7 separate regions of the Mus musculus genome follow, and all the other regions are linked to region 5. Evidence: chromatin contacts called from public HiChIP or PLAC-seq, Micro-C and promoter capture Hi-C data. All regions are on one chromosome and are shown on one strand. Each heading gives the region's core, a stretch centred on a gene start, on an enhancer-like site or on the middle of the called end of the contact. The rest is flanking DNA. Distances are from core to core; before and after follow the strand shown.

The links. Promoter capture Hi-C pulls out the DNA fragments that hold promoters and counts their contacts. Hi-C and Micro-C count contacts between places; a contact is called where the count stands out from the background. HiChIP or PLAC-seq counts read pairs in DNA pulled down with a chosen protein or histone mark.
Region 1: a contact with region 5 is called in a promoter capture Hi-C map of pre-B cells, with 2.5 times the contacts expected there. The contact joins the promoter of Pdgfa here to the promoter of Micall2 in region 5. A contact is called at or near these places in 2 of 39 promoter capture datasets (liver and pre-B cells) and 1 of 115 datasets of contacts at active chromatin or transcription factors (pancreatic cancer cells).
Region 2: an HNF4G HiChIP or PLAC-seq map of pancreatic cancer cells shows a contact between it and region 5. The contact joins the enhancer-like site here to the promoter of Micall2 in region 5. A contact is called at or near these places in 1 of 39 promoter capture datasets (pre-B cells), 1 of 115 datasets of contacts at active chromatin or transcription factors (pancreatic cancer cells) and 1 of 9 other capture datasets (embryonic stem cells).
Region 3: a promoter capture Hi-C map of pre-B cells shows a contact between it and region 5, with 3 times the contacts expected there. The contact joins the promoter of Snx8 here to the promoter of Micall2 in region 5. A contact is called at or near these places in 6 of 39 promoter capture datasets (cranial neural crest, embryonic stem cells, hippocampal neurons and 3 more) and 1 of 115 datasets of contacts at active chromatin or transcription factors (bone marrow-derived macrophages).
Region 4: a contact with region 5 is called in a promoter capture Hi-C map of liver, with 2.7 times the contacts expected there. The contact joins the promoter of Chst12 here to the promoter of Micall2 in region 5. A contact is called at or near these places in 2 of 39 promoter capture datasets (cranial neural crest and liver) and 3 of 115 datasets of contacts at active chromatin or transcription factors (astrocytes, bone marrow-derived macrophages and embryonic stem cells).
Region 6: a Micro-C map of embryonic stem cells shows a contact between it and region 5, with 2.6 times the contacts expected there. The contact joins the promoter of Grifin here to the promoter of Micall2 in region 5. A contact is called at or near these places in 1 of 39 promoter capture datasets (hippocampal neurons) and 1 of 484 Hi-C or Micro-C datasets (embryonic stem cells).
Region 7: a FOXA1 HiChIP or PLAC-seq map of pancreatic cancer cells shows a contact between it and region 5. The contact joins the promoter of Lfng here to the promoter of Micall2 in region 5. A contact is called at or near these places in 1 of 39 promoter capture datasets (hippocampal neurons) and 2 of 115 datasets of contacts at active chromatin or transcription factors (astrocytes and pancreatic cancer cells).

Annotation. Positions count from the first base shown.
Region 1 is chr5:138,993,041-138,997,154 of GRCm38.p6, forward strand. Pdgfa (platelet derived growth factor, alpha) reads right to left here and starts at 1,904. Exons shown (of 6, transcript NM_008808.4): 1 at 1,669-1,904; 2 at 248-344. The coding sequence starts at 1,731.
Region 2 is chr5:138,844,162-138,848,011 of GRCm38.p6, forward strand. No RefSeq gene overlaps it. Among named protein-coding and RNA genes, the nearest start is that of Gm30206, 21 kb to the left of the region's middle. Within about 2 kb of position 2,465, at least 22 of the 459 cell types and tissues checked have an H3K27ac peak or open chromatin away from gene starts, as enhancers often do. A contact at or near this core is called in pancreatic cancer cells, where this site is marked.
Region 3 is chr5:140,387,428-140,391,251 of GRCm38.p6, forward strand. Snx8 (sorting nexin 8) reads right to left here and starts at 1,881. Exons shown (of 11, transcript NM_172277.3): 1 at 1,721-1,881. The coding sequence starts at 1,814.
Region 4 is chr5:140,503,320-140,507,092 of GRCm38.p6, forward strand. It overlaps Chst12 (carbohydrate sulfotransferase 12), which reads left to right and starts at 2,290. Exons shown (of 2, transcript NM_021528.3): 1 at 2,290-2,377. It overlaps Gm38728 (a long non-coding RNA gene), which reads right to left. Exons shown (of 5, transcript XR_001785006.2): 5 at 1-104.
Region 5 is chr5:139,734,618-139,738,492 of GRCm38.p6, forward strand. Micall2 (MICAL-like 2) reads right to left here and starts at 1,716. Exons shown (of 17, transcript NM_174850.3): 1 at 1,401-1,716. The coding sequence starts at 1,543.
Region 6 is chr5:140,563,461-140,567,263 of GRCm38.p6, forward strand. It overlaps Grifin (galectin-related inter-fiber protein), which reads right to left and starts at 1,607. Exons shown (of 5, transcript NM_030022.1): 1 at 1,582-1,607; 2 at 1,206-1,285; 3 at 973-1,132; 4 at 81-247. The coding sequence starts at 1,593.
Region 7 is chr5:140,606,019-140,609,876 of GRCm38.p6, forward strand. It overlaps Lfng (LFNG O-fucosylpeptide 3-beta-N-acetylglucosaminyltransferase), which reads left to right and starts at 1,323. Exons shown (of 8, transcript NM_008494.3): 1 at 1,323-1,826. The coding sequence starts at 1,398.

The DNA.
Region 1 (4,114 bases), core at 654-3,153, 740 kb before region 5:
TAAAACAACCCCTGGGTGAGCGAAGCAACCCTCCGCTGCCGCTGGGAGAGAAAGTGGCAACTACAAGAGAAACGCCTGACTCATACGCCTGGGCGTTTATGGCCGGCGAGTGGAGTCTGACCTTTCGGTGCGCTCCTGCGCAGCGCCCGGCCCGGCGGAGCGCGCAGGGTACGGTTCCTCGCGCAGCCGGCCCGCCCCGCCGCCCGCGCCCTCCTCTCAGCCAGGGCAGGGCAGGGGCGCGATTTACCTACGGAGTCTATCTCCAAGAGTCGCTGGAGGTCCCGGATGCTGTGGATCTGACTTCGAGCCAGCCGCTCGATCAACTCCCGGGGTATCTCGGCTTCCTGCAAGCAGACCACACCGTCAGGACGCGCCCAAGGGTTCCAGCCCAGCCCCAGGGGCCACACAGCCCGGCCGGACCCTCGTTAGGCCCTAGAGCCAGAGGATCGGCTGGGGCTAGATGGGACCCCCTAAATCCTCCACACTGTTCCTATCTGTCTGACCTTGATAAAAATACCCCAACAATGCCTTGACATGTTCAGACAAAAATCACCCGCGCTCTGGCCTCCCCAGGGTGTCTGGGGGCAGCCAGGGGCCCGAAGAGTTTCTGGTTTAATAGCTAAATCCACATGTAGAAACAGAGAGGGTCGAAATGCGTCACGCATCCACGACTGGAGTCACAGCAGCCTCAACACTTTAATCTAGCCGAAGGGTTCAATTTCACTCCGGGAATCCTGAGCTGAGCCCGCAGGGGAGAGGGTCTTCCCTCTCCCCCCACCCCACCCCCTACAAGCACGCGCGCCGGGTCGCCCCACCCGGCTCAGGCCCAGTCACGGCCCTAGCGCCGACTAGGACGCCCAAATCCATCGGGGCTTAGAGAGGCTGCAGGGAACGCAAGGGGTTAAATATCCACCTCGCGCCTCTCCGGTCCCTGCCCAGACCACCCCCACCGTTCAGCCTCCCCCACTCTCCGTCCCGGTTTTTAAAAGGGAGTCAGGGTCGCTGGAGGACTCAACCACGAAGTTCCCACGACAGGGGCTGTGGAAAGTCATTCATCACGGCAAAGCTCCCGGGGAATGGGGGTGGGGGGGAGGGTGGCGGTGGGAGGGCGCGGGCGCCTGGCCCGGCCCCAGCTGCCTCGTTCAGCCACCTGTAAGCAGGCCTGGGCGGGCGGAGACTGCTCCAGCCCTGCGTCGGACTGGGTTTGGGGACCGAGAACTGGGGACTGCGGCTGGGCGCTGCCCACCCTTCCCAGTCCCAGGCTACGGCCGCACCCTCCTCTACCTGCTTACTGCCCGCCCTAGTCCCCTCCCAGAGCACGGTCAGTTTACACACACCCCCTTTCCCGCTTCCCGCACCCCGTTACTGCATTGTCCGCTGCGTTTGGGCTGCCCCTTCTGGAAAGGCACCCACAGCCCCCCGAAGTTTCTACCCACGGGTTCACCTCGCGGCTCCCCCGTCCCCCTCCAAGGCGGAGCGACGCAACGCGCTGGAAACTCACCAGACACACTTGGGCATGGCAGAAAATAGAACCCAGTTGGGATTAAAAAAAAAATTACACCACCCTGACAAAACCAAAATGCTCTTTGCAGAGCTTGAAACAGGTAGCCGAGAGGGGCGTGCGCCGAGGGAGCCGAGAGGGGACAGAGGCGCGGGGGTGGCACCCACCTCGGCCAGGGCATGGGCGAGGTATCCGCAGCCGAGGAGCAGCAGGCAAGCCCAGGTCCTCATCGCGTCCCGAGGCGCTGGAAGCTCGGCAGGGAGGCGAGGCCGCGGGGCGGGCGCTCCAGCCGGGCTCCTGTGGCGGCGAAATTCAGTACCATCCCTCAGGGAGCGCGGCCCGGAGGAGGGTGGCGCGGAGAGCAGGGAGCCTGCGGAGCGCGCTCGGCGCGAGCAGCGAGTGCAAAGCCAGCGAGGAGGAGGAGGAGGAACAGAGTCGCTCCGGGAGCCTCCTGGGCCGCCGGGTAGGGGGTGGGGACGGAAGGGGCGGAGGGCGGGGGCTGGGCTTCTTCCTTGGTGCGTTCCCCGTGCTGGCCGCCGCCGCGCTCGCTCCCCGTCGCTGGCTTTAGGAGCGACCCGGCCGGTAAATCCGCATATTTGCTGCCGTCAGCCCCGGGAGGGGACCGCGGAGCGTGGCTGCAGCTCCCGCCGCACCACCGATCACCTGTCTGGACTCTCGGCCCGGTACCAGCTACCGCCTCGCCTCTCCCTGAGGGCTCCGGGCAGTCCGGAGAGCCTGTCCCCGGGCCTTCCTCTCGCCGCTGCCGCCCCGGGCCGGGCACGGCGCGGCCCAGCACGGCGCGGCCCGGCGGCCTGCGTGCGCCCCTCCGCGGCGCGCCCTCGGCTACGGCGCGGCGCTCCGCCCTCCGCCCGCCGGGGCCGGGCAGCTCCCGCGGCCGCGCCGCCTGGCAGCAGCCTACCCGCCCGGGGCCTCGCTACGCCGCCCGCGCGGGCCGGAGGGCGGGCGGAGGGCCGAGCTGGCGCCGCTGCCGCCGCAGCAGCAGCCGCGGGAAGACCAGAGGAGGAGGTGGAGAAGAAGGCGCAGGCAGGCCGGGCTCCAGGAGTTGAGCGGGCTCCGCAGGACGCGCGTGTGGAGCCGGCCGGCGACAGGGAGGGGGTTATAGCGCCGCCACCGCGCCCCTCCCCCTCCCCCGCCCCCCGCCTCCCCCGGATTCCGGGCCCGGGACCCGCACCTCGGAAGCGCTCAGGGGTCTCGCGGGCCAGATCGGGCCCGGCCGCCACCGCCACTGCAGTGGCCACACACGCGCTCACGCAGGCAGCTACATCCATCCAAGCTCGGCGCCCGCGGCTCGGAGCCCACAGGCGCCCGGGCTCCCGGAGCGCCCCTCCCTCGAGCTTGCCCACCCTTCAGTGCCAGCTGCAATCCTGCGGCACCGGGCGGGGAGGGGAGGAGGCCGCTGCAGAAGCACGGCCGTCTCTGGCTCGCCTCTCTCTCGGGCCCCAGCGGCAGTAAAGGGCAGCGCCCAGAGCTGCTGCGCCAAAAAGGGCATGAGAGTCGGCTTGGCCCCCGCCCGGCGCTCGGGCCGCTTCCCACTGTAAGGATCCAGTGCTCCAGCCTTCCCCTCTCCATAAAAGGAGGGGGAGTGAGTCTTTGCGGAGAGGCGGGGCGGGTTTAGGGGCGCGTCTAGGGCACTCACCTGACGGCTGCCACGCGCCCGCGCCCCAGAGCCAAAGCCTGGGACACCTGATTGAGGAACTTGCACTCTTGTGTGGAGGTGGAAGCGAGGCTAGGGTCGGGGAGGAGGCTGCCTCCTGCCTCATCGCCACCTTGACACCCTGCACCCTCCAGATCCTTAGCCCCTGGCCGAAGGCCTAGCCGAACCCTGAATGGGGAGCTGGAGGGATAGAAGGAAAGATAGAAAAGAAGCGGCTGGTGAGGAACTCCTGGGTTCTACCTTGGGATCCAAGGCAGCGCAGAGCGCCACCTCCGGCCAAGGCACAGTACAGACGGGTGGCGGGGAAGGCACATGCGGACAGAAGTCTGATCAGGGCTGGACGGTTCTCCCATTGAGAGAGATGGATTCCTGGTGGGATGTGACCCGACGGCAAGGCCAGTCCTGTCAGCTCCTTAACTCGGGTTAGAGGATTGTGGACCTTTCAAATCCCAAAGTTAGCCTCCTAGGGCTCTGGAGACTATGGAGGGCTCCAAGGGTAGGGATGCAACTGGATACAGCCTGTCCAGTTCACTCCCTTTCATGTGAATTAACCCGTGCACCCAGCCCGGGTCCAATCCCCCACCAATCTTCTTTGTCCCCAGACAAAGGCGCAGCCGGGCAGGAGCCTTTCATCCCCAGCTTCCCGGGTTCCTGCATTTCAAAGGCTGAGCTGGAAGGGCCCAACACGGGCGGCTCACCTAGCTCCAAATACCTGGTGGGCGTGGGGGGAGGGGGTAGCTGAAGATCTTTGGAGCCCAAATCTACAGACTTCCTTAGGCCTGTAGGCCCCATCACCACGCCCCAGCCCTAACACCTCGGGATGCTCAGGAGATAAGAGGACACCCTCTCTTGGCCTAAAGAGGGAGTATGGAAAACGTTGAGAAGCGCCCCACCTCGAGGTCTTCGAAAGCCCAGGCCTTGTCCGTACTGGTGAAACT
Region 2 (3,850 bases), core at 1,215-3,714, 890 kb before region 5:
CTGCTAATGGTTGGGTGTGAGCCTCTGCTTCCTCATCTTGTGAATGGTCCAGGCCAAGCTGCAGGCTCCCACCACCCAAGTTGCCCCTCCTTCCCCACAGAGACAACCTGTGTCCCCTGAAAGTGTGAGCCACCAGGAACCTCTCCTTCCTACAGCTGCTTCTGTCAGATTTTTTTTTTTTGTCACAGTAACCCAAAAAGCTAACTAATGAAGACAAATTATCCATCTCAGGACAGGCAAAGGACCTGGCTTGGGTAGTAATTGTTTCCTCTGCAAGCATGAGGCCCTGAGTTCAATTCCCAGAACCCATGTGAAAACAAAACAACAACAACAAACAAGTGTGCAGTAGTGCACACTTGTATTCACAACACTGGAGAGGAAGAGCCAAGTGGGTCCCTAGACTCACTGGTCAGCCAGGCTAGCCCAGTCCACGAGTTCCAGTCTTATGAGAGATTCTGCCTCAAAAAGCAAGACTCCCGAGGAAGGGCACTCAAGATGAAGAAGAACACTCTGGCCTCCATATGCATTTATACACATATGGGCATATGCACTTGTGCCCCCCCCCACAGGCAAAAATCAATAAAAACAGGCAAAAGGCTCAACTACAAATGTCTCCAAAGAAGATGTAGAAATGACCGACAAGTTCATGAGGACTTTCCAGGATGCTGGTTACTAGAAAATACAAATCAAAGCCAGCAAGAGACACTACCTCACATTCTCTAGGGACAAGAGACAACTGGGTCAGGGAGACAGCGTAGTGGGTGAAGGCACTTGCTACCAAGGCTGACAATGAGTTCGATCCCTGGGAACAGCGTGATGGAAAGAATGGACTTCTACAAGTTGTCTCCTATGAGCATGCCCTGCTCTCCCACAACAGAAACAAATGGGCAAAACAGGGCTGGTGAGGGTGTGGTCAAATTGAGAGCATCCTACCCTGTTGATGGGTATGCATTGAAATCACTGCCTTGAAAAACATGTTTGCATTTTCTGAAAAAGCTAACCTAAATTCTCTGATAACTTAGCCGCTCGGGGTGTACCCAACGAATTGGAAACATGAGCTGTCCAGATGGCACAGGGACTTGAATTTGAATACCCAAAACTCATGTAGAATCTGGATACTGTGACACATACTTATAATCACTGCTCAGCAGGATGGGAGATGGAGGCAGGAGACTACACAGAAGCTTGAAGGATAGCTAGTGTGGCCTACTTGGTGAAGTTCAAGGCCAGTGAGAGACTCAGTCTTGAACAAAAGGTGGAAGATATCCTGAGGATACCCCAGTCTGTACTCTGATTTCCAAATACGAGCCCCGTATATACAATTCCCCCCATTCATACTCTCACACACTCGCTAGGCATTTTTTGTTGTTGGTTTAAAGATTTGCTTCTTTATTATATATAAGTACACTGTAGCTGTCTTCTGACACACCAGAAGAGGACATCAGATCTCATTACCTATGGCTGTGAGCCACCATGTGGTTGCTGGGATTTGAACTCAGGACCTCTGGAAGAGCAGTCAGTGCTCTTAACCACTGAGCCATCTCTCCAGCCCCCACTTGCTAGGAATTAAAACTAGGAGCTTCCCCATGAATGTTCAGAGCAGCATCGTAAGAGTTCAAATGTAGGGACCACTCAGCACCCATCGACAGATGACAGGATACGAAAATGGCACACCACGCCACACTTTGGACTGCCACTCCTTCACAAGACAGAAATGTTCCATGGGCCTTGAGGACATTCGGTGGGTACAAAAGTCCACACACTGGGTAGGCTATATATGTGATGTAGCCAGAGAGCTAAAAGCCATAGGCTCAGTGGCCATCAGGAGCTGGGTAACTGCTAAAAGGTACATGGTTTCCTGTGTATGCATGTGTATGCACGTGTGTGTTTGTGTGAGTGCGTGTGCGCGTGCGTGCGTGTGCGCGTGCGCGAGCATGTGTGTGGTCAGGATACTGACCACCTTAGTTTTTGAGACAGGGTCTTTCACTGAATTTAGAGCTCACTGATTGAGCTGAGCTGGCTGGCTGCACAGAGCAGCTCCACATCTTCCTTCCTCTGCTTCCCTGAGCTGGGATCCCAAGCATGTGCCACCATGCAAGCCTTTACACATATCCTGGGACCTGAACTCAGGTCCTTGTGTTTATGCAGGATGCTTTTCTGACTGGGCTACCTGCTTAGCCCCTTAGTTTCTTTGGGGGAGAGAAGCTGTGTGAATGTTGTGGGAATGGCTGTGTAGCACCATCAATACACCGAACACCGTGGGACTGTATGCTTTGAAATTGGTGAGCGTCCATCAAGGGAGTTGCATCTGAATACTGAAACTGCGCACACCCGACACTTGTGCTGTGTGACCTGAGATGAAGTCACTGCTGTTGCCCTTGGCTGCTGCCAAAACAGCAACCCTGTCACCTCCCAGCCAGCTTCCTTGTGCCTTGAACAGGGGCAATAAAGCCTTACTCACACAGCTGGTAGCGTGCCACCAGAGCAGATAAGGGCCGCCTTGCCCTGGGTTTTTATGCTCAGTAACTGAGATAATGTGAAGAATGTAACACCAAGCTCAAAAACAGGGCCATTTAAACAGCGTCCTGGCCGGGATCCCATCACACCTGTGGGTGATTCCAGCTCAAACCTGGCAGTTGGCCCTGAGCCTCATTGGCTCCCACTCCCTGCAAATCCCCAGCCTTTATGGTGAACTCTAAAGCCACTTCCAGCTTCTCCTGAGCCTTTCACCCCAGAGTGCATCAAGGCCATGCACCTGTTACGTGTTCCCCCCTCCCACCAACCTTCTTGCTGCCAGGGGACCTTTGAACTTGGTCATGCCCCATGCCTTCCCCTTAATAAAAATTTCTCACCAGGTGCTTAAAATAAAAGCCCATTTCTGCAGCTCTTCCCCTCTAGGTCCCGGGCGTTCACCTCTTCTCTCTCCTTCTCTCTGTTCTATGCCAAGGCTGAGGGTTCCGACTCCAGGGCCTTGATGTTGCCTGATCTTCAAGTCACCCAACATGCAGGGCAGCAAAGGCATCTTGTGTCTTCTCACTTAATTTTTAACTGATTAACTTTTTAAAAGACGGGGTCTCACTATATAGCTCTGTCTGGCCTAGAACTTGCTATACAGACCAGTTTAGCCTCACAGAAATTTGTATTCCTGCCCCCCTCTCCCCAGATACTGATCTGCTTTTTGTCTTTGTTTTGATTGTTTGTTTTGTTTTGTTTGAGATTGGCTCATATGTAGCCCAGGATGCCTTCAAACTTGCTAAGTAGCTGGAGATAGCCTTGAGCTTCTTGCCTTGAGCTTCTTATTCTCCTGTTTCCACAATCCCAGTGCTCAGACTCCAGGCTCCGGGGCCTCCTGCATGCTAAGTAAGATACATTACCAACTGAGCTACAACACCAACCTCTGTTTGTTATTTGTTTGTTTGTTTGTTTGTTTGTTATTTTTCTTAAGACTGGGTCACACTATGTAGCTCAGGCTGGCCTGAAACTCCCCATCCTCCTTTCTCGGAGGATCACAGAAGAGCATCCCAAGTCCCACACCCTGTAATTTCTTTTGAACTATACTTCCCAGTGAGGAAGCGCTGTGGCCTTAAATCATAGGATTCGAGCGAGGGCATTCATTACTGCACACTTTCTGCACTGGCTTCCTCCCCAGGAGAATGCAACTCCACCCACAAGCAGGCCTCCATCCTTTACAGCTCTCAGCGGAACTGATGCGCTCCATGGGGGGCCAGACCACCGAAAAAGTCACTAAGGCCACGGCCACGGACAGAGGAGGAGGCGTGGGGACTCACTTTCCCCCATTGCTATCAAGGGGTTGGAACCTCCAGGTGCAGCGCTGCTTCTGCCAATTTGC
Region 3 (3,824 bases), core at 631-3,130, 650 kb after region 5:
GTACCCATAAGTCACACTAGTTAATCCTTTGAGATGTCAAAAATCAGCCAACTGTGAAGGTGGAGGCTACTAGGCAAAAGGTGAGGAGGAAGAGGAGGAGGAGGAAGAGGAAGAGGAGGAGGAAGAGGATGAGGAAGAGGAAGAGGAAGTGAAGTGAAAATCAACCTGTGAAAGTTCGCTGCCTGAGCTCTTTACCTCTGAAAGCAAAGCCATCCTCGGGACCAGGTGAGAGGGCTCAGTGGCTACCTGCATTCACACACACAAGCCCACCCACCTCAAGCTCCATCCCTAGAACTCAAGGAACAGTGGAAGAGAGAAGTGACTCCACAAAGCTGTCCTCTGACTGCCATCCCTGTGCCATGCCACACTGTTCTCAAGAACATCACACACACAAGAATACGTTTTCCCAAGAGTGATTCCCAAAGGTGTTTTGACTCTAGTCCATCCAGCCAAAGGCTCCACCAAGACACACTCCAACTAAGTTTCTTGCAGAAGGAAGAAAATCTCCTTCGCCACATCACCAGCTTGGTGCCAAGTTTCATACATACAGAAGGAAGTGACAGGTTGAAAAACCCATTTTCCTACTTACGTGGCTACTGGGATGGCCTGTCAATCGTGAAGGACTACATGGCTGTGACTAACACACAAGTCACACCACTGCCCAAGATCTGTCAAAAATCTAGACGAAATCCTTCCTAACGTCAGCCATTAGCTGAGTTCTCTAGGAAGTAATATGGAAGATCCCAAATTTGCCAAGAGAGCTCTAACCCATCACCACTGCTACAAGCCACAAGGAATTGCTTTATGAGTCAGGCAGGGGCTCAGAGCACAGGCTCCAGAGCTCTTGCAGAGGACAGGAGTCTGGGTCCCAGCAGCTCTACTGAGTGGCTAACAGGCAGGTGAAACTTTGGCCTCTCGGGAATCTAACACATCTGTCCTCCAAGGGCGCGCGCGCACACACACACACACACACACACACACACACACACACACATACATATACACAGTTAGAAATATTTTTTTAAAAAAGCATTCTTAAAAGGCATAAGTAGCTCTGGATCAGTCTCCCTTTCTCAAGGCGCCCAGGTATAGGGACTTAAGTGGTGGCTCAAACATACAACCTCAAAAATACAATGTTTTACCCAACAAGACCCAAAGACTGTTGACCAACTCCGAGGGGAGTTTCACCTTCTCTCCATTCTTCAGAGGCGTTCATTGACATCCTCCTCCCTCCCCTGGGGTTAAAAGTACTACCCTAAACCCTTCGTCCCAAGAGAAGAACCTGTCTTTCCACCAATGCTCTAGATGGCCATACTCAGCGACACTTGGCCAGACCTGGCTGGCACACACCAGGCCCAGCTCCACCCTTGCGCCTCTGGCCACATGGATGCGTCCCCACAGTCCACAAAGCCGGGGACCCCAGGAAAAAGAGTCTGATACCAAAGACACATCCCTTTCCCTGGACATGGTCACACATGAATATAAACCACTCTCTAGACCACGTCTCCAAAGTGGGGTCAGAAAAGACCCAGGTGCAACTCCACACGGCCGCTCGCTAACGGAGGGCTGAAGAGCAGCGTCCCAGGGAGCAGCGGGAAGAGGCTGGCCCCAAGAATGTCCACCCCCCCACCCCGGCCAGGCGAGGTGTGGCACTGACAGGTGGTCCCCGAGTGTGAAGCACTTGGCTCTCCGCACAGGGCCATCGGGCCGCGTGCCCTACCTGTCGCCGGCGGATCCGCCTCCTCGTCAGCCTCCGCCTCAGCAGCTGCAGCGACTGCCGGCGAGGGCAGCGGGTCCATCGCGCGGCCAGTCATGTGAGCCCGCTCGCCCACGTGACTTCCTCCCGCGCCCGCCCGGCCAGCCCCGCCCACGCCAGCTCTTGTCCGGCGTGGCCACGCCCATGCCAACCTCGCCACGCCCCTCCGCTCACCCCAAGCAGTAAGACCACGCCCCTACCCACGAGCCACGCCCCAACCACGTGGCCGCGGCCGGGGCAGCGTTCAGCAGCTCTGGTCCAAGACTGAGTGCTAGCGCGAGTACCGCCCCAGCTGCTTAGTGCCACCTCCCTCCAGTGCGCACCCACCTCCCCGCTCTTAGCCAGCAGCTGTTACTCATCTTCTTGCCCACCCTCTGACCCACGCTGCCATTCATTTTTGCATTCGCTTGCCCACTCACACATGCTCTGTGAATTCCGGGGCAGCCCCTGTGAAAGGTGCTACGGACATTAGAACAGTGTTCTAGTACCTTCTGGGATTTGGAGCGTGAAACATGGCTAGAGAGTAGGTCTTCTGACTATAATAGGTCTCTGAAGATTACTGATGAGGAACAACATTCCATAATTGTTTGCAGATAACCAGGCCATTCTCCTTTCTGTTGGGGATTGAGCCCATAGGCTCCCACATGCTGAGCTGGCCCTCTACCACTGTGCTATGTATCACCAGCCCTTTATTATTTATTTGTATATTGTTGGAGATAGGGTCTCAATATATAACCCTGGCTGTCCTGGAACTCACTATGGCTAGCCTCAAACTCAAAGATCTGCCTGCCTCTCTCTCCTGAGTGCTGGGATTGAAGATGCACACCAGGACGTTGAGCTTTATGTATTTATTTTGACTCGGGGTCTAGTTAGCCAGGCTAGCCTTGAACTCACTCTGTAGCTAAGGCAGAACATCCTCCTGCCTCAGCCTCCCTAGGAGCTAAGTTGAACATACATACCTCCAGGCCTGGCCCTCTGACTGACAGAGGGAAGCAAGGATGTAAGAGCACACAGGAGCAGTGTCTGACCCGGGGCTGAATATGAGGACTGAGTCTAGAACTGCAGGAGGAGGAAGAGGAGGAGGAGGAGGAGGAAGAAGAAGAGGAGGAGGAAGAGAGAGAAGAAGAAGAAGAAGAAGAAGAAGAAGAAGAAGAAGAAGAAGAAGGAGGAGGAGGAGGAGGAGGAGGAGGAGGAGGAGGAGGAAGAGGAGGAGGAGGAGAACAAGAAGAAGAAGAAGAAGAAGAAGAAGAAGAAGAAGAAGAAGAAGAAGAAGAAAGGAAAAAGAAAGAAGGAGAAAAAGAAAAAAGAAAGGCAACCTAAACTGCATATAGATACATTATCTCAAGTAAAGGAAAAGCAAAAAAATATCTGGGAGAAGAAGAGGGTTATTAATAAGACTCCATCAGAACAGTTGGGTGTGGTGGCGCACACCTTTAATCCCAGCACTCGGGAGGCAGAGGCAGGTGGATTTCTGAGTTTGAGGCCAGCCTGGTCTACAAAGTGAGTTCCAGGACAGCCAGGGCTACAGAGAAACCCTGTCTCGACTCCATCAGGGAAGGCCTTTCTTATTTCACAGTAAAGACCTCGCCTCTCCAGATATTGATGTCTAATGATTTCCATGGAGTGGACTGAAGGCTCCAAGGTTGGAGCCCTAGGATGCCTCTCAGTCTCCCTGCTGGTGCCTCTAAAGTTTTTAAAGCCCTAAGCTTGGCTGTAGCTGCGTCTAGTTCCCTTTATTTTCCAGGACTACAATCTATTGTGTAGAAGTGTAACAGAGCCCCAGATCTTAGCTCCATCATGGAAGGAGTATCCAGGCTATAAAACTCAGCACAAAACACCACCTGCCAAAAATGAAGACCTGATCCATCAAAGCCCATAGTTCTGGGAAAGTGCTAAGCTTGCTTTTCAGCTTCTGTAGTTCTGCTTCTGGCTAACTGTCCTTGTTAACCGAAATATGTCAACCCAGACATATTTGGTTTTCATGCTTAAAAGCTCACCCTAAGAGAGGTTCAGTGTGACACTGGGATCCCGTCAGTGTAATCCCCAGTGGGCTAATACTTTCTATTGG
Region 4 (3,773 bases), core at 1,040-3,539, 770 kb after region 5:
ATTCTTCCCCACTGGGCCATCTGCCCAGCCCAGGAAAGGGCATGTTTTATATGGCATGTCAGGTGGCTTCTTAAGGAGGCAGCACGACACTGCTGCAGTTCCACCTGCAATGGAGACCACCCGGTTGCTCGGAAGCTTCAGTCGACTTTGGTGTTGTCAGTGATTACATAGGCCTGAGCCATCCCAGCAGGTATGTAACAGAGAATAACATCTAGCTAGCCCAGGATGCCCTCAGACTTGCAATCCTGCCTCCCCTGCCCAAGTTACCAGTGAGCACCACACCTGCCTAAACAAAATGCAATAGGGTTTACTGGCCAGGCATAGTGGTGCATGCCTTTAACCCCAACACTTGGGAGGCAGAGGCAGGCAGAGGCCATGGTGGAGGCAGAGGCAGGTGGATCTCCGTAAATTCTAGGACAGCCCCAGCTATATAGAGAGACCTTGTCTAAAAAAATGTAGTATATAACATTTATGCTTTGTTTGTTCATTTGTTTTGTTGGAGACATTGTCTCATGTAGCCCAGGCTATCTTCAAGCTCACTGTACATCCACAGATGATTTTGTTTTTTGTTTTTTGTTTTTTCGAGACAGGGTTTCTCTGTATAGCCCTTGCTGTCCTGGAGCTCACTTTGTAGACCAGGCTGGCCTCGAACTCAGAAATCCGCCTGCCTCTGCCTCCCGAGTGCTGGGATTAAAGGTGTGCACCGCCACGCCTGGCTCACAGATGATTTTGAACTTCTGATCCTACTGCCTACAATTCCTGAATGCTGGGGTTGCAGATGTGTGGCATCATGCCTTGTTTATACATTGATAGAGATGGAGCCCAGGGCAGAGCAAGCATTCTACCCCCCCTGAACCACACCTGAGCCCTCGAACTTACAGTTATAGATTGAATTGTGTTCTATCTTCCAGCCCCAAAAGGAAAGAGATGTTGGTGCTCTAGCTCCTAGTGCCTTAGAGATGACCTTATTTGGAGACTGAGCCAGGAGAATGGTAATGAAATGAGGTCATGGGATAGTCCTGATCTTGTCTGGCTGTGCCCTTATGAAAATGGAAATCTGGGCTGAAGTACGCAAAAGGGAGGTAAAGAGAAGGGCTGGAAGATGCTCCTGCAGGGCTCTCTGCAAGAACCAGCCTGCTTGCTACCTCAACTCCTGGCATCTGGCCTGCAGAACCCTAGGAAAAGAGCTGTCCATAGTTGAGGCTGGGTCTGTGTTACAGTTAGAGCAGCCTGAGCAGGTCACACGCACACATGGCAACCCAGGGGACTCAGCTGTAGGTTTTGAATCCTAGTTAGTAAGATGGGATCATCTGCCACCAGAATATAATAAATCTTCCTAGGTTCTGTCCTCTGCCATTCTGTGTCATACTGCTACAGAAAGAGGCTTCTAACCCTAGGCACTGGGAGAGCCCGTTGGCTCGGAACCAGTCCCCTGCTTTGGGAAGGCAGCTCAGTGCTGGGATGTTAAGTGTGCGTCACCACGCTAGCTTTCTTTTGCAGGTGCATGTGTGCACCTCATGTGTGATATGTGGGACTCAGAGGACAACCTCAGGCACCTTCCAACTTCTGTTTGAGACAGAGCTTCTCTTTTGTCTGAAACTTCACCATATAGAGAGGGCTAGGGAGCCAGCAAGCTCCAGACTCTCTCTCTGCCTCCCGGTCTTGCCATACAGGCAAGCACCACGGAGCCTGGCTCACGAGCATGGGCTGTTCACAGGTTCTGTGGATCTGACCACAGTTTCTCACCTTTGTGAGGCGAGCACCTCATTTACCCACTGAATCCTCTCCCCATACCTTGTTTGTTTGTTTGTTTGTTTGTTTTTGAGACAGGCTCTCATTAAGTACGGCTAACCTGGAACTTCCTATCCTACTGCCTCAGCCCCTCCCGTTCCTCCCTCCCCCCTGCCAAGTAGCTGCGGTGACAGCTTGCACCATGCCTGGCTCTCACTAAGAGCTTTACCTGCATGGTCTCTCTTAAGCCCCATAAACTCTGACAGGATTGTCAGCTTGCACAGCCCACGTTGCAAGTTCAAACTGCGAGACAGGCAACGCCCCTTGAGATCAGCCACGCCCCCACTCCGGATTGGTTGCTGCAAAAGGGGCGGGACGCTCAGGGATGGTGGGTGGGACCAATCTCTGGCCGTAAATAAGGTGCCACATGGCACTGGCTGGCGAGGGCAGGAACGGGGAGAAGTGCGCAAGCGCATCCAGAACGGGCGTAGTCCCGCTCGTTAGCTCTCGCGAGAGGATGGAGGGAGGTCTGCCTGGGGGCGGAGCCGCGCCTCGGGCGGGGCTGCTAGCGGGAGGAGGCGATTTCGGCTGCAGAATCAGCATCACCAGCAACAGCAGCAGCGGCGGTGACTGTGGCGGGCGCTAGGTGAGGAGCGCAGGCTCGAGCAGAGCGAGGGGTGCGTAGGAGTCCCGAGTCCTAGGGTGGGGCGATGGTCCATGGTTTGGCGATGCAGATTGGTACCTCCTTCTGCCTGGCTTAGGCAGCTCCCACGTGGTCCCGGGTTCGAATCCCAGTTCTGTCCAGCTGGCTGTGTAACCTTAGCCAAGCGTGCACCTTCTCTGAGCCATCTTCTTGTGCAGCCCTGCAGAATGCGTGGAGGAAGGTGTGGCCACTTGGCCGACCTCCTTTGCAGTAGTAGCGGCTGGCTCGGAGGTTGGGAAAACACCTTCCCAGTTTTGCCTCTGGCTGTTTGGGTGTCCAGGCGAGAAAGCAATTGTTCAGAGACTGTTGTGCTGCAGTGTCCCGGCCAGACCTTGCAGGAGGCTGTCTCCGAAGCCAGGTTTTGTACCGAGCAAGCACTGGCCCCACATCTCACCCCAGTCTACTGAGCATCCTCCTGCCCTGTGCATTGCTGCGGGTGCCCCCAGCAGCAGCCTCATGCCTGGTGGGCCACAGGAAGCCGCGCATTAGTGGCTAACAGTAGGACCTATCTTCTCTTTGGGCTTCTGGCCACGAAGACATCGCTGGCAGACCTTGGGTTCCTTCCGCACATCCGCCTAGCTGTCGCACAGAGAGCTGTAATGTTTGCACCCTTCTTAAATTATTTATTTTATAATCCCACGCTGCGCTGGGAGCCCCGGAATTGAGTGGGAATGTCACCCTCGGGGGAGAACGGGGCTGTGAGCCTTCCATTGCTGGGACAGCACCGTGTGGCTCCAGCCTAGGTAACATGAGTTAGGGCCCTGTTTCCGGGTGTGAAGGAGAGAAAAAAGATTGTTGGGAAACTGCTATGTGCTGGGTATGATACTGCAACTTCGCGAGTTGCCTAAGGTGGAGCGAGTTGCCTAAGGTGGAGCGTGGTGCCAGTTCTTGTGAGCTTAGGCAAGAAGATTGCTGTGAGTTTGAGGGCAGCCTGGGCCGCATAGTGAGGTTCAGGCCAGCCTGGGCTACAGGGTAAGACTCAGACTTAAAACAAAACAACACAAAAATTACAAAAGGGCCTGCCTGTACCTTCATGTTTAATTTCCTTGCTAGGATCTGGGGCTGAGCTTGCTTGTACCCGTATTGTCATGTCGCTTTCGTGGGTCTGCATCTTCAGTTTCCTGCTGTAAGGGCAAACCACCATATTGGGTGGAATGCTGGGAACCATGGGCCCTGGGTAGCTCAGGTCGTCCTGGTTCAGGGCCACTTGAGTGCCAAGTGTATGAAAGACGTTTGCGGTATGCAAAGAGAATGCCAGGAAAGGTGGCACGTACCTGTAATCCCCAAGAGGTGAAGGCAGGAGGGTCTACAGTTGAAGTCTAGCCTGGGCTACATAAAA
Region 5 (3,875 bases), core at 466-2,965:
CATGTCTGCAAAGGCCCTGTCCCTGTCCAATTACCAGCTGAGGCTAATCCAGCCAAAATCCAACATCATCGTCTCCTCCACTTGAGAACTCGTCACATAGTTCTCATCTGAGCTCCCCACTCTGCATCATCATCCAGACTCCCCCTGCACCACCGGAAGAAACCTGACTACCCACGTTCTCATCCCAAGTCCATTTTCCAAGGTCTACATCCTTGGCCCAGCATCCATCGAAGCTCAGCTTCCTGGTTTCCACATGACTGATGCCCCACTGAGCTCACACCATCCATCTCCCTGAGAGTGACTGAGGCTCATGCCATGGGGCCCTCCCAAGCAGCTCGGGGGTTGGGGTGGGGAATTCATAACCACAGGGCAGAAGCCTACTTCTTGCTCAAGATTCCGGCTTCCTGAGCAGAGCAAAGCTTGGCACAAGGGAGTCTGATAGCACCAGGCCTGGCTCTTCCTGACACATTGTGTAACACGAACAATATTTGTTTGTTTTTCCTTTTCGGAGCCTCAGTTTCCCCATCTGCACAGCAAGAAGGCTGGCTGAGGTGGGCTCCACAGGTGCTGCCTGGAGCCTCACTCAGCCCTAAGACCTCCCTGGGAAACACTCCCAGACCAGCCAACTCTGCATTTATGTACCATGTACAGGAGAATGCTTTCCTCTGAAGGGCATGGGCTGTAGGTGATCTTGTCCCATTTCAGGACTCTGGTCACCAGACTAACTTAGGTCCCTGTAACAGAGTCTGCCTAAGTGTTTGCTAAGTGAATAACTGATAGAACAGTTTGAGTTGTGGGCCAAGGTCCTTCAACAAGACAGAGCTGGCTTGCTTCCCAACTTCCTATGCCAAGACTCTTCTTCTATAGAAGGCTTTAGACCCAATCCCTGTCCTCTCCTACAACTTCCAAGGATGATGGCCCAGACTCCATTGTCTCCTGTCATTCTAAGGTGCTAAAAGGCTTGCGCTTCCCTCTTTGATTGCTTTCCCAAAGATGCCTAGACAAATTAGAGGAGGGGCAGTAATCCCACTAGAAGCCTCAAATGGCCCTGATCTTGGGGCCAGACCTCAGACCCCCAGGAGCTGTTCCTTTGCCCTTTCTCAGGGAGCTCGGGGAAGGCGGACGCTGCCCTGAGTCACCACTGACTAAGCCGGCTGGACAGCCCATGTCCTGGCCCCTGGCCCAGCTGCACTTGGTGGCCTGCACAGAGGCTACTTGACTGCCACAGCCTTGGAGACCACCAAATAGGCTGTACCTGCAGGTCTCTGCTCTACCCCGGGTGGCCCATCTGAGAGGGGTGTGTCTGAAACCTCCGACCCGGATCCCAAGGCAGGCGTGGCCTCAGTTTCCCGTTTGCAGCGGCACATCAGAGCCCGACAGAGGGGTTAAAGAGCACTCACATAAGGTCAGGCCGGTGTCGGTGCAAGATAGCGCAGAAGGCCAGGCCATCGCGGAACGAGGTGGTCATGTTGGTGATGCTCACGTCCCGGTAGCCCTCGCACTGCTGCCGGCACCATTCTTGCAGGGCCTTTATGGCGGCCATATGGGCGGCAGGACGGGCTGGCGGCTCGAGGAGCTGGCTACAGGCCCCTCTTGGGCCCGAGACGCGCAGGAGGCCCGGACCCGCCGACCACCAGCCGGGCTGGAAGAAGAGAACACCGGGAGACCGGCGCCCCACACACTCTTGACGCCTGCGAGGCCGCCGGCCCCGCCCCCTAGAGGCCCCGCCTCTTCAGACCCGCCCCCACAAGATCACGCCTCTTGAAGGCCTGGCTCACCAGCTCCAAGCTCCACACAGGCTCCTTGTTCCGGCCGCACCGCCCCAGTTTGGTCAGGCCACACCCACGCCCCACAAAGGGCACGCCCACATAAGACCACGCCCCCTCTTTCCTGGGACTTGAAGAATAGGGGCCCGGTACTCTGGGCGTTGGCTCCCGCCTTGGCCTTTAGCCATAACTCCCAGCAGAGGCGTCGGGGTTTTCTTTTTTTGTTTTCCTTGAGACCGGGACCAATGTAGCTCGCATTGGCCTCTAGCTTATTATAAAAGCAAAGATGACCTTGTGTTTCAGATTCCCCAGCCTCCACCTCCTTTACTGCTCTCGGATTACAGGCTTGTGCCCCACACCATGCCTGGTTTGTGCAGTGCTGGGTATGGACCCTGAGGCTTCCTGCATGCCAGGCAAGCATACCACCAGCTGAGCTACACTCCCAGCTACGGTTTTCTTTCTTACTTTTAATTCTATCTTATGCATATGGGCTTTGGTCTGAAAGTGTATCTGCACCCCTTGTGTGTCTGGTAGCCCGGGAGACCTGAAGAAGGCCCCTGCTCTTCTAGAATCGGAGTTGGAGCGGGTTGTGCTGCCATGTGGGTGCTGGAAACTAAACCCCAGGACTTCTGGAAGAGCAGCAAATGCTCTTAACGACTGACCCATCTCTCCAGTCCAAACCCGCAACAGCGTTCTTTTATTTTATTTTATTTTTTAAAGTTGAGGCCAAGCTGCCTAGTCTGCCTAACTCATCCTCCTGCCTCAGCCTCTAGAGTTGGCAGCCTGTTGACAAATGGGAAAACAGAGGCTAGGGTAGATGCAACCTCTGAGGAGTGTCCCTTTTCAGGGTCTACAAAGCTGTCTGGTTGGAAGCTGGGGTGGACCTTGCTGAGTAGTGTGCTTTCCCATCAGACAGATACTGGTCGTGATGGCACACACCTGGAATCCCAGCCCTCAGCGGGGAGAAGCTGGAAGATCAGAAATCCAAGCTTATCCCAGGATACATATGGGGTGCAAGGCTGACATGGGCGACCTGAGACCCTGTCTCAAACTTTAAAATACTGTCTGCTTTCCCTTCACCCTCAAGGGTGCCAAGCCAGCCAGAATAACCGCTCTACATTCACAGAGGAGGAAAGGAAGGCTGAGGGGGCACGCTCCAGGGGTCTTGAGACAGGAGACTCTTAGCCTCTTTCAAGTCTCTGAGGATGCCAGGGGTGATTAAGGAAAGTACCTCTCCCAGGTCCTCAGTTAGAGCCAGGGGCTGCCCTGAATGTTCTTTTGTTGTTTTGTTTTGTTTCTGAGACAGAATTTCTCTGTGTAGCCCTGGCTATCCTGGAACTCACTCTGTAGACCAGGCTGGCCTCGAACTCACAGAGAACCACCTGCTTCTTCCTCAAGTGCTGGAATTAAAGGTGTGCGCCACCTCTGCCCAGCTTTGTTTCTCCGCACCCTCAGGAATCTATATGTCATCAGATGGACCGGACTATGACAGCAACAGTGTGAACCGGCCCTTCCCAGCTGGGCCCCAGAGCTTGTCTAGGCAGGATCTTTAGGAAGGTAGGTGTTTTCCCCAAAATGGCATCTGGCTTGGAGCCAGGTGCCGTCTCTACCAGGAGTGAAAACAGGTTTTCCGTGCCCAAGCTGTGGGCTGGCATCAAGGAGGCACCTGGGTACAGGCAGCAGGTGTGGGGCTGGTAGGTGGGCAGCAAGATCCTCATCCCAACTCTGGAGGGCACAAGACTGCCCCTGGGATTATAGCCCCAACCCTTGCCCAGTGGAAGCAGCTGACCTGCCCGAGGGTTCTCGCCAGGAGGACAAAGTGCAGTATCACACCCCATTCAGCTAGAGCCTGGTCCCGGAACCAGGTTTTCCTGACCCTCTGGGCAGCAATTACAAGAACCGGAAAAGCTGGTAAGGAAGGTAACTGCCAAGACGTGGGGAGAAAGGGTGTGCAAACGGAGGGAGGGCCATGCCAGGGTCTGAGTTCTAATGTCAGCTCCAGGGTCATCATGTGACCAGCCTCTTCAGACTCCCCACCCTTAGCTCCTGCCACCTCGGGAGCTTGAGGACAGTATTCGTGACAGTCCCCTGGGGCCACTAATCATGTCA
Region 6 (3,803 bases), core at 357-2,856, 830 kb after region 5:
CGGGCACCTTACCCTCAGCTCAGGCTCCACTTGGCCAATTCCACCTGGGTTAGTGTGTGAGGACATGGCGGGCACCTTACCCCCAGCTCAGGCTCCGCTTGGCCAGCTCCACCTGGGCCAGCCGATGCTCACTGAGCACTCGCACTCTGGTGATGGTGGCCAGCGGTCGGTGCCGATGTGGGAACTGGAGCACCTTTTGTTCCTGGGCATAAATGTGGAAGTGTTCTGCGTCTGCACTCACCTCCATCTGAGGGGAAGGGAAAGTGTGTGTGTGTGGGGGGTGTCTCTGGGCCCCAACCACAGAAGCCTTCTTGGCTGTCAGCAATCTCTCCAGGCTCCACCCAACAGCAGCCAAGTGTGAGCCAGGACTATTCATTCAGCTTGGCTCCTCTTTGTCTCTCTGTCTCTGTCTCTCCCTCTCTCCCTCTCTTCTCTCTCTTCTCCACGTGTTCTCAGCCAGCCTCTACCTTTCTTCCTCTTTCTGTCTTCTCTCCTCTGTCTTTCTGTCCTTCTCTGCCCCCTTTTCTCTGCCACTATCCCCTTTCCACGTTGCCTTCCTTTCCCTCCAATAAACTTCATTTTGTACTAGGCCTGTTGCACGGTGCTGATTCCTCGGGGGGGGGGGGGGGGACGGGGACGACGACACATTGGCCTGGCCCACCAAGGTGCTCATTGGCCTGGCCCACCAAGGTGCTCCCTCCTGCCGCATTTTATAAAACACAACCCTGGCTACTTGGCAAAGCATGGTGTGGACCACCTGGTCCTGAGTTCCTAGCTGGGGATCCCTCTTTTCACCAAGAGAAGGTGGTTAGTAGCCAGAGAGAGAGAGACACCCTGTGAACAAACTCCGTGAAAGGAGGCCACTCGGCCCAGCAGGGTGCACCAGCCCATGCATTTATCCTCCGCAGTCCCTGTCTTCACGGGTCCTAGGTGTCCCACCCCACCTCTCCTTCCTCCCACAGACCCCATCACCTCAAAGGGCTCTCCCAGAGTCAGTGGGAATATGCTGGACACCTCCTCCTGCCCCCACCGTCCTCCCTGGAAAGCATTGCCCACCACCGTGGCGCTGGAGAATCGAGGTTTGACGTGGAAGGCGATGTCTCCGGCGTCTGTTAAGAAGTTGATCTCGAACCTATGGGTGGAGAGTGTGATTAGGGTCAGGAGTGTGGCTGGAGGGTCCCGACCCCAGCGAGGGAGGCTCTTACTTCTCTTCTCCAGCATCTGCATGTCCCTGGACAGTCAGGCTCCAGCCAGGGGCCAGACCCCCTGCACAGAAGGCTTCGAACTGAAGGCAAAACACAGGGGACAGAGCCCCAGAGGGCTGCAACCTCCTTCCTCCCCATCAAGTGTGCTGTTTATTCAGGGACACCGGCTCCCACCAAGCCCAAGCCTCTACTTCCATGTTGCTCTGGGTGTGGTGGTCCAACCTTACCCCCACAGCCTCTCTGCTTGGGGGCTGAGGAGAAGCTATAAACATTCCCAGCTCTATAGTGGAGTAGGTGGCCCCACCAGGCGCCCACCCCCCCACTCCACTTCCTTCTCCAGCATTTGCAACCTCCCTGGGCTGTGGATCTTACCCACCTGCAGTGTCATTGCCCTCAGCCACTGGGTGTGGGGATGAGGCAGCTGGAGATATAGCAGAGCCCGCTGGGGCGGGGCATGGGGGCCCCACCTCTAGGGGCCTTGTCTGGGTCACATGGACCTCTGTGCCCCATTTTTCCTCCCCCCTCAGGCTAACCCTGCTGGAGAGGGGGCTGGGTACATGGCTTAGTGGCAGCGCTCTTGCCCTGGGTTCATCAGTGAATACACTGGTCCTTTCAACATACTTCCCCAGGTCTACCTAGCTCTGCCACCAGCACTATTCAGGGTCTTGTGCACATCTGGGGATACATCACCCATCTTTGTAGGGAGGGTGTAACCAGGGCCCCCCCCAACTCCCATACTCCAGAGCCTCACACTGACCCCATCGGTCTCAAAGAGTGAAGAAAGTGTGTCCTCCTATAGAACCCTGGCTGACCTTATGACCTCAGTCTGACCATCCATCAACTGTCTACCATACTGGGAATGTGTCCCTGATCCAGTCCCCTTCCATCCCAGGGCTGCCCCGCTGCAGTGGCTCAGTGGCCTCAAGGGGATGAATGGGGATTAGGCCTGGCTCTGCTCAGCACATTCCAGTGTCCAGTCTACAGATGGGGAGGGCCTTTCCCACACCCCCACGCCTCTCCTGGCCGGCTGCCTCTTGGGCTGAGCCAATGAGAAGGATCCACTGGGGCCCTCGAGGCCACCTCAAGGATGGAGGAGAGAAGCCCAAGTCTGTGGGGGCGGTTATGGGGGCCTCTGGGACTCTCTGAAGGGGGAAGTTGGGTCACAGTGTAGCTGTGGTGGGGGCCCAGAGCCTTGGGGGTAAAGCCTGCAGATGAGTGTGTAACAAGCACGTGTCTCCTTTTCTCCTGTCCCCGTGGGTCCCCTCTGCCACCGTTCTTCTCTCCAGGCCCTGGCAGGGCTGAGCCTCTGGCCTGCTTTGCCTCTTCCCAGATACCGCTGCACGGATGGACACAGTCTGGCAGGGAGCTATGGGTACCAAGGTCAAGCAGGACACAGAGATGGCTCACTAGCATGGCAGGGTTGGCTGAGCCTGCAGGGGGCAGCCCAGAGCAACAGAGATTCCCTGGGGTGAGCCTGCTGGACCTGCCTGGCTGGGTGCAGAGTCTGCAGACCCCACATGCTCACCTTCCTGGAGGGCCATGGGGAAGAAGTACCATCAGTAAGTGCTTGCTGCGCAAGTAGGGGGATCTGAGTTTGATGCCCAGCACTTGTGCAAGGCACAGAACACAGTGGTCTGTGCTGGGGTCTCCAGCCAGCCAGTCAGGAGACCCTGGCAAGTCCCAGGTCCCTGTGACAGTCTCTCAAAACCACACACACTAAAGCCCTGGGCCGCAGGGCCCACTAGGAGACTGCAGGCCGGCTTCATGGCTTTCCCCTTCTCCTTTCCCCTATGTAGGGATGCTGCTGGGACGAGATGTCCATCTTCAAATTCTCTGGATGTGCAATACAGTGCTGGTTGGTACCAGAACTCAGGGCTGGGGTCAAAGCCCACAAGTCAGGAGTGTGGACAGGTTCTAACCCCCTGGCTACCTTGAGCCAGTGGCCTTCTGTGCTTCACAGCCACGTGCTGGAGTTGCTAATGCTGACCTCTGTCACCTCCTCCCCTTAGTGCTCCCCCCCCCCCACACACACACACCCAGTGCCTGTCTCCTTGATGAAGGAAGGTAAACAAGACAGATGTGGCTGAGCAGGGGAACTGGGTCAGCCCACTCCACCTCCATCTTTCCTAGGATGAGAGGAACATCGACGTGGGCACCTTGTTCTCCGGCTCTTGCAGCCTGGAGGCCATAGCTTGGAATTGGGAGCCTGGGGATGGGGGCGGGGGAGCCCCATACCTGTTGAGACATGAGGCCCAGATTTTGCTGCCAGGGACAGAGAGGTCAAAGATGCCTGCTTCCAACGGTCTCCATCCCCTGTGAGCCTCAACCTCCCCCTTCCGGCTTATGAGGTCTGTGTGGTAGGAAAGCTGGCGGCTGCCCACCACCCAGCTCAGTCTCTACAGCTGGGAAGTGTTGGAACCCCAGGCCATTCTGATGGAGGCTGGACGTGCTCCCACAACTGGACTCTGCCCCATGGTGTCACACAGACCTGTGCTTGCATCCCTCTGAGTGGCTGGGACTTGTGTCTGGTAGGGTTGGAGCAGGAGGCTGTGACAACTCCCAATGACCCAGGCAGCTACAGCCCCGGGGACAGAATGG
Region 7 (3,858 bases), core at 73-2,572, 870 kb after region 5:
AATGTGTGTTGCTCAGGCCAAGTTGCACGTGTGGAGGTCAGAGGGCAACATATTGTTGGTTCTTTCTGACCATGTGGGTCCTGGGAAATAAACTCAAATCTGCCTAGGTGACAGTTGCGTTTGCCCACTGAACCATCTGGCCAGCCCCTGCAGTAAGTCTTTACCTGATCCAGCCTGATGCCTTCTTTTAACCTCCAAGAGAGGGACGGACATTAAGAAGAGTGTAGTAGAGAAATAATTAGAAATGATACTCCGGTCTAAAATATAAACGCTAGGGAGTCGGCGACAGAAGGAACAGCAGTTTATCCGTGGTGGCAGGGTGGGCTCAGACTTCCTTTGAAGGGGGACGCGGAAACTGAAGCCAACCAGACCCAGGGGCAGCCAGGCGGAGAGCCGCCCCCAGCTGCGCTCCCGGAAGATGCAGCAGGCTCGGGCTCGGACCCTGCTCCCACTCCAGGGGACCCTTGGCCATTTCCGGACCCGTAGCCTCTCACCCTACCATTAGGCGCACATTCCTGCCGCCCCCGCTCGTGCTAGGCGCAGGCAAGGCCCCCGCCCGTGGGAAGGGGGCCGTGTGCCGGGGAGGCGGGTCTGGGATGGCGCACAGCTGGGTCACATCTGGTAGGAGTGCGGAGGAACCAAATGGAACAGAAGGTAGCCTTTCATCCTTCGAGGAAAGAGGCTGCTTGAGTGTCTCCTCGCTACGGGGTGCCTGAGGTTTTTGGGGACCAACCCTCCCCATTTAGGAACATGATGCCAAGACAGGCCTGCCTGGGGGAGGAGGGAAGGATGGACCGACGGAGGGACGTAGAATTTTGTCACTGATACCCTTTTGCCTGAACTTCAGGTCCACTCCTAAGACATAAGTATCAGTAAGGGCAGCTCAAAATTAATCGCTCAGGACACACTGCAGGCTACCACTTTGGCTCAGTCAGCACCGTTCCCCAGGGAAGGAAACCCGCTCGGGGACAGGAAATGCACAGCGAGAAGCCAAGGATGTCGCCCGCGGAGGAGCACTGGCCCTATCACCCAGGTCCCAGCTTCGGGGGCGCGTCCTCCACGTGCAGCCGTGGCGGGCGTTGGTCAGGCTGGGTGTCTCCCAGAGCAGCTCCGGAGGGTGACTCGGCGCAGGCGGGACAGGCTCGTGCACAAAGGGGGCGGGTGCCGTGGGTACCCCAGCTGGGTGGTTCCCAGCCCCTTGTCCGTATCCCACGTGGGAAGGAGAGATCTCCCTAAAGGTTACGCCCCAAGGCTAGCAGCCAATTAGCGCGTGGAGGCGTGGCGGGCAGGGGAGGTTTAAGAGTTCCTGAAGCGAGAGGCGCGCAGCTGGACCGGGAGCCTCGGGCAGCCGGACCAGTTGGCACTGGGATAGATATTACGTGCGGCCGCCGGCCACCATGCTCCAGCGGTGCGGCCGGCGCCTGCTGCTGGCGCTGGTGGGCGCGCTGTTGGCTTGTCTCCTGGTGCTCACGGCCGACCCGCCACCGACTCCGATGCCCGCTGAGCGCGGACGGCGCGCGCTGCGTAGCCTGGCGGGCTCCTCTGGAGGAGCTCCGGCTTCAGGGTCCAGGGCGGCTGTGGATCCCGGAGTCCTCACCCGCGAGGTGCATAGCCTCTCCGAGTACTTCAGTCTACTCACCCGCGCGCGCAGAGACGCGGATCCACCGCCCGGGGTCGCTTCTCGCCAGGGCGACGGCCATCCGCGTCCCCCCGCCGAAGTTCTGTCCCCTCGCGACGTCTTCATCGCCGTCAAGACCACCAGAAAGTTTCACCGCGCGCGGCTCGATCTGCTGTTCGAGACCTGGATCTCGCGCCACAAGGAGATGGTGAGACCCAGCGCGGCCTGGGCAGGGGGATGAAGTGGGGATCACCCTCTGGTCCAACTGGTGACTGACGATAGCGGTTCCCGATGCGTTAATTGCTTTGGGTCTATCTGGGAAACGATGACACTGATAAATCCCATTACAGCCCCGTGTGGCTGCTGGGGTTCACTTTGCCTTACTACCCTGGAAGCTTCCTTCCGTGTTGCCCAGGGTCACCCCAGCCACATGCTCTGTGTCTGGATGAGTCGCCTCCAGCTTAGGGCTGGCTCTGTAACGCTTCTCCTAAACACTGGAGTGAATGGCCATATTTGTTCCTAAACTTTTTCGAGCAAATTGGCTCAGTTCCATCCTGGGTCCCCTTCACTCCCCTTCCTTCTTCCTGGGTGGAAGGTACGCCCCCTTGAAAGGGAGGGAGGAAAAGGCATAGCACACCCCTGGACCAGGCAAAGTGAAAGAAATGGGTGCTAGTTCTCCAGACTTGCTCAGAACCCTGACTTCAGTAGCTCAGCTCCCCCACCTCCTGTTAGACCAACTTCATACACATAATAAAAAGACACACCCCACTTTGAAAATCTCCCTGGAGGCTACAACAGGACCGTTGGGGCGGGAGAGCAGAGTGCACTGCGTGTGTGTGTGTGTGTGTGTGTGTGTGTGTGTGTGTGTGTGTGTGTGTGTGTAGGGGTGGGGGTAGATATTTGGTGTGAAGACTAAGACTCACTTTCCTTCCTGACCCAGCCCCAGTGAGACTTCGCTTTAGGACAGTGGAGGTTAAGAGGACAGGCTCCTATCTAGTCTTGGTCAAAGAGGGGCCCTGAGAACCCCACCGTAGCCTCCTGAGAATGAGGCGTCCCTTTCCCAGGGGCTCAGCAGGCCTTCGGGAGGGGGCAGCGGGGGGCCATGGGTTTTGTTTGGCTGTGGTGCCGTTAGGATTCCCAGCGCTAGGCTGCTCTCACGCCGGCCCCTTGGGCAAGGCAACAAAGCCCCTTTCTCCAGCCGAGAAAGGCGTCGGCCTCTTGTGTACAGCTATGCGCTCCATGGGAACCGTTGGCTGGCGTGCTGGCCACTCAGGTTGCCTGGTGATGAGGGGGCCTCTGTGTCCTCCCCCCAGCCCTGAATGACAGCCCTCGTGGGGCACGATCCCTGAGCCAGGGCATTCCCCCACCCCTTCATTCAGCCTTCCTGCTGTGTGATATTGGATAGCATCTATCCCACTCTGGGCCACTATCGGTTCTGAGAAACTCTTATTCAGGGATTTGGGACTCAGTTGGACTGTGTGGTCTGGTGAGAAGCCTAGGGTCTCTCTGATCCTCTCTTGCTCTCAGAAAAGGGAAATACTTTCTAGTGAGGTATTATAAAGTGGACTGTAGAACTTTGGAGGCTCTTGGTGATCCCAGCAGTCATTCTGAATAAGGGGGCCCCCTACCCAGAAAATGCTGCATTTACTGCCATGCTCACCTCCCGTGCACATGACAGGCAAAGCCCCCCTCTTGTGTGCTATGATCAGGGGCTCTTGGAACCTGTAGCAAAGGGCCTGCTCCCCTGTCTGTCCAGGGCGGCTGCAGTCTGATGGAAGGTGAGAGAGGCTCCATTAACCTGGATTGGGGATGAATGGAAGGAAGGCTTCCTGGAGGAGGAGGTTCCATCTGCATCAGAGTCCTAGGGTCCAGGAAGGGCAATCTTGGCACCAGGCATGACTGTGGGGCTGTACAAAAAAACCAAGCAGGCTCGGTGAGGTGGAGAGGCTGGTCAGGGGTACAGGCAGAGCGCCTGGCCTCTGGCCCGCTGCTCCTCCCCCACCACTAAGGAGCGCGCCAGGCTGCAGGCTGCCACCGCCACAGCCACAATGGCTGGGGCAGAACTTGGCATCCTGTGTTTCTTTGAATCTCGGTTCCAGGAACAATGCTGCTTCCTGTGTGTCTCTCCCCCACCCCCTTGCTTGCCCTCACCAGCTCTGCTGCCCCCCTCTGCCCTGTCCGTCCTCCTTAGGGGAAGTTGGTGGGATGGGGACAGACTGAGATCAGGGTCTCCCATTACT